Linked DNA regions of Danio rerio: region 1 is linked to region 2. Evidence: chromatin contacts called from public Micro-C data. All regions are on one chromosome and are shown on one strand. The core of a region is the stretch at or near the end of the contact, and the rest is flanking DNA. Distances in the headings are between cores, read along the strand shown. Region 1 overlaps ccdc18 (coiled-coil domain containing 18). Region 2 overlaps scinlb (scinderin like b).

Region 1 (2,700 bases), core at 105-2,604, 45 kb before region 2:
GTGCCTGCAGTTGAAAAAACATCAACTCTGTGCGGAAAAAGTACCTGATGTCATGCGCTCCAGCATGAAAAGTCTAGAGTAGATACAGCTGAGGATACTTGGAGGTGAAGACATTCAATTCAATTCAAATCATTCATTCATTCATTTTCTTTTCGGCTTAATCCCTTTATTAATCTGGGGTCGCCACAGTGGAATGAACTGCCAACTTATCCGGCATATGTTTTACACCGCGGATGCCCTTCCAGCCACAACCAATCACTGGTAAACATCCATGCACACTCATTCAATATGGACAATTTTATCTCACCCAATTCACCAAGAGCACATGTCTTTGGACTTGTGGGGGAAACCGGAGCAGCCTGGAGAAAACCTATGCGAACACGGGGAGAACATGCAAACTCCACACAGAAAAGCCAACTGACCCAGCCGAGGCTCGAACCAGCGACCTTCTTGCTGTGAAGCGATCGTGCTTCCCACTGCGCCACCATGCAGCCCTCAATTTAATTCAAGTTTAGCACTTTTCACAATAATTATTATTTTAAAGCAGCTTTACAAATGGTGCACACTATTGCATTGCAATCAAATTCATAAAAGTTATGGTTATTAGTTACTATAACTAAATTTAGTACTAACAGTCAATACAGCGGTATTTTTGAGACGCTGTACAACAATGACTATTGTTATGTTTCTGTTTAGGTTTAGGGTTGGGGTATGAGGGAGATGTTAATAAACACAATGTAATGGTTAATTGAACAAATAATAGTAAAGTAAGTAAATAGTTCTTGTTAACTTCTGCCTGGAGCTGTATCCCTTTTAGCAACAACCCTCCAGTGTCAAGACCATTGATACATTGAATGCCCTGTACGTTAATGCAGAGCCATATTGCATTTGCAGAACTGAAATCGGCACCTTAGGCCATATTTCACGCCTACATAACTTTACGTTTTTTTAAGAACAGATATGTGTAATATCACAAGCTCTGACGCACCATTCCAGGAAAGTTCATTGTTTAGTTTTCTTTTCGTGAGGCGCCTCTCGTTGCATTTTTTAACCCTCTTGTTGTTTTTCTGCAGGAGAATGAAGTGGGTCAGCTGCGAGAGGAGTTGTGTGTGATGGAGAAACGCTCCGCACAAGCCGAGGTCAGACTCCAGGCCAGTGTTTCCACTCTGCAGCAGGAGCTTGAGCAGCAGAGGGAAGAGCACCGCAAAGAGGTGCACAGAAAGTTTCATCTTGGTTCTGGCTGGTCTGTTTTGCTGGACCTGACCCTTTCTTTTTCACTCTCACAGCTTTCAGCCCTGCAGCAGACGCGTGGGCAGCTGCTGATGGTGTCGGATCAGATCTCCAGCAGTTTGCGTAACTCTGGGGAGCAGCTGAGCCAGCGGCTGCAACAGGCCAGAGATCAGCTGGAGGAGGCCAGGTCTACCTCTGCGCGCCTACACGCTGAGCTTCACAACAAAGAACAGCTCCTGCAGAATGCTAATGAGAACCTGCTTATCAAGGTGCGTGACTCATTGTAGGGTGTGATCAACTTCATTTCAGAAAACAATTTAATGCAAACAATGCAAACTTGATGAACTGTTTATCCCAAGGCTCGTATAAAAGTTTTTTACACTTAAGTTTAGTACATTTAGTGCAAGGAAAGCACTTACAATAAATACAATTTTATTGAGAAACTTACAGCACTTACAATAAATAAAATCTTATTAAAAAAAAGTTTTAAAAAAATAGATTTAAAATTTTCTTTGTTATTTATTTATTTATTTATTTTGCAGAATTTGGACAAATTCTAACTAATTATTAATATTAAGTGAACATTTTGTAAGTTTATACAAACTGTTAATATTTATCTGTAATATTATATTTGTAATATTTTTACAGACTTTTAAAATGACCATTGTAATGTTTTGCTGTAAAATAAAAATGTCATTTATATTTAAAGTGTGTAGTAGTAGTAATAATAATAATAATAATAATAATAATAATAATATAAATTATAAATACACATATATGCAAATATAAATGCAATTGGTTTATAGATCCACAGTGACCTGCTTCTCTCTGCAACGTACATATTTCTGTAATTAGTTCACACTAGTCATATCACAACAAATACTTACAATTTTGTAAACATGTAGTTCTTACACCACAATAATAAGTAACCTCGGAGTAGTAACAGTATTCAGAAAAGAAAAGTGTAATGATAAAACAAACAGAAACTGTTTAATTTTCAGACACCCTTACTTTTCACATTTTTTGCTATAAAAATGACTTTGTGGTGGTTATTCTCAGAAATTTGTGGATAATTTGGCAATAAAAATAAATAAATATATATATTACATTTTAATATAAATAAAACAATAATTATATACAGTTTAAAAAATATATATATAATATATAGTATGTATATATATATACAGTGAATATTATTAGCCCCCCCTTTGAATTGTTTTTTTTTTTTCCCCCAAATGATGTTTACCAGAGCAAGAAAATTTTCAGAGTATGTCTGATTTTTTTTTTTCTTCTGGAGAAAGTCTTGTTTATTTTATTTCGGCTGAAATAAGTTTATAATCTTTTTAAGACCATTTTAAGGTCACAATTATTAGCCCTTTTAAGCTATATATTATTTCGATAGTCTACAGAACAAACCATTGTTATACAATAACTTGCCTAATTACCCTAACCTGCCTAGTTAACCTAATT
Region 2 (2,700 bases), core at 42-2,541:
TTCATTTTCATATGACTGAACTTGTACGAAATAGCCACTAAACTGGCAAATCGGAAAATACTTACCTGTTCTCGTGAGAACACCTTAGTGTCAAATGGCAGGGCATAGTGGTCTTTCTCTCTGAAAAGGCAGTGATTCAGGCTTCTGGATCGGATGAAATGAACAGTTTGCTTTTATGCTGTTGCATCCAGTGGACACAATTGGAACAGCAGTTTCTTTTATTGAAAACTTGCAGCTCATTTTTATTCTTTACAGAATCATCTCGCGGGCTGGATTAAACCCGTTTGTGGGCCTGATCTAGCCCGCGGCCCCTATGTTTGACACCCCTGGTATATATGCTGTATGCAAGGTAGTGAGACAGATGTTTCTCAGAAAATTGATGCAGCTTATGCAAAATGTATCTTCTGTGAAAAATGCAAAAACAGGTTTGCAAACACCTGTGTAATCTTAACTCCACCAAATGTTGAATATCAGTTTCACACTCACTGTAGTCCGACATTGGTGCAACAGCAATACACACTAAAAAAATGCTGGTTGGGTCAAATATGGACATTTTTTTCAATTAAATTAAATAATAATAATAAAACACTTTTTACCCAATGGTTAGTTTTATCCATATTTGACCCAACTTTGGATTATGACAACCCAGAATTTTTTATAATGTATTGATACTGTATCTCATTCATTCATTCATTCATTCATTCACCTTCAACTTAGTCTCTTTATTCATCAGGGGTCACCACAACAGAACGAACCACCAACTTATCCAGTATATGTTTTACACAGCGGATGCACTTCCAGCTGCAACCCAACATTAGAAAACACAGACACTTATGCACTACGCATAACTTAGCTTATTCAATTCACCTATACCACATGTCTTTGGACTGTAACCGATGCACCGGGAGGAACCCCACACAAACACGGGGAGAACAACCCAGAGCTGCAACCCAGTACTAGGAAACACCCATACACTCTAACATTCACACTCATATACTACGGCCAATTTAGTTGATTTAATTCTGTGCATGTCTTTTACTCTGTGGTAAACTGGAACAGCTAGAGTTAACCCATGCCAACACAGGGAGAACAGGCAAACTCCACACAGAACAATGTGTTATTAAATATAACAAGGTTAAAAATTGCTGATAATGTTCTTGTAAATAAGCAGTATGCTGAGTCATAGACTAATTGCATAAATAGCAATCCTCCTTCCCCTGAGGAGAACTATGTTCAGTGTACAGTATGGATGGCATTCTTCACTTTGTGGCACTTACTCACCTCAACAGAATCCAGTGTGTCTTCTCTTGTTTATGTGGCAGTATATCAAACGTTGGCTTTCAGACTGCTGAGACCGGTGTGTGTCCTGTTTAGTTTCTGAGAATGATCACTGAGGTGTGGTTTCTGTTCCACCCAGTGGGTTAAATGCACTAGCTATGCTGGCAGACTCGCTCCAAATCATGGTTGTTCTCAGACGCTTGACTGCAGCATTAGTGTGAGAAGAAAAGGTTTATTTGAGGACACGGAGTGGAAAAAATACATAATGTGCTCCATGTGGCCTCGTTGGGGTTTTCACTTGGTGATTATTTTACCAAAACATATATAGACTGCCAATGCTGCTTGGCAGGAGAGCTCAGTTTAAGTTTTCCTGTAAGCTGTAGGACATTATTTTTTTTACAGACAGAAGCTTCCAGCAAGGAGAAGAAACCCATCGCCAGTGTTATAGTTTGGTGTTTTGGGGCCAATTAAATGAGATTGCTTGATAAAGAAGCAGGGGAATGTTTTAAAAGTAGCATCAGATCAGATTTAATACTTTTTAAATGTATTTTAGTAGTGGTTTTGGTTTAACAAATATACACTATCTGACAAAAGTCTTGTCGTTGATCCCAGTTGTAAGAGCAACAAATAATAACTTGACTTCTAGAAGGTAGAGTTTTCTGATGAATCATCTGTTGAACTGCATCTCAATCATCACCAATACTGCAGAAGATCTATTGGAACCCACATGGACCCAAGATTCTTATAGAAATCAGTTAAGTTTGGTGAAGGAAAAAATCATGGTTTGGGGTTACATTCAGCAGCCCGAGGTATCAAGACATTGGTGCTGCCCATTACATTACAAACCACAGGAAAGGGGAAATTCTTTAGCAGGATAGCTCCTTCTCATACTTCAGCCTCCAAATTAAAGTTCCTGAAAGCAAAGAAGCACAAGGTGCTCCAGGATTGGCCAGCGCAGTCACCAGATATTAACATTATTGAGCATGTTTTGGGTAATATGAAGGAGGGTGCATTGAAGATGAATCTAAAGAATCTTGATGAACTCTGCAAGTCCTGCAAGAACACTTTCTTTGATCATATTTCATTTTGGTAAAATTAGCGTATTCTAGGGGCCTTCATATAAACCATTTCTGATACCAATTGATTATCCAGAAGTCAGGCGGCAAGACTTTAATTAGGTAGTATAGTCATTGTTTTTTTTTATTTGGAAATGAAATGACGTGACATTTTACAGCATGAATTGACCTATGCAAAACTGATCAGATGTTTGATCATTAAAATACAAATTAAACAATAATAGCAGCATTGCATGAAACATTATCCCTTCATGCACTGAAGGGCACTTCGTCCCGTTCCATTGCCATTCACACATTTGTTCCTAAAAGGGATACAGCTGCGACCGGAAGTTAATGAGAATTTTTC

Evidence for each region. Hi-C and Micro-C count contacts between places; a contact is called where the count stands out from the background.
Region 1: a Micro-C map of caudal fin shows a contact between it and region 2, with 1.7 times the contacts expected there. The contact joins two enhancer-like sites. A contact is called at or near these places in 2 of 18 Hi-C or Micro-C datasets (caudal fin and hematopoietic stem cells).

What each region holds. Positions count from the first base shown.
Region 1 is chr2:10,903,200-10,905,899 of GRCz12tu, reverse strand. It overlaps ccdc18 (coiled-coil domain containing 18), which reads left to right. Exons shown (of 28, transcript NM_001365136.1): 25 at 1,074-1,211; 26 at 1,287-1,499. Among named protein-coding and RNA genes, the nearest start is that of scinlb, 30 kb to the right of the region's middle. Within about 2 kb of position 1,354, at least 4 of the 62 cell types and tissues checked have an H3K27ac peak or open chromatin away from gene starts, as enhancers often do. A contact at or near this core is called in caudal fin, where this site is marked.
Region 2 is chr2:10,857,747-10,860,446 of GRCz12tu, reverse strand. The region is part of intron 2 of scinlb (scinderin like b); the gene reads left to right. Among named protein-coding and RNA genes, the nearest start is that of scinlb, 15 kb to the left of the region's middle. Within about 2 kb of position 1,291, at least 7 of the 62 cell types and tissues checked have an H3K27ac peak or open chromatin away from gene starts, as enhancers often do. A contact at or near this core is called in caudal fin, where this site is marked.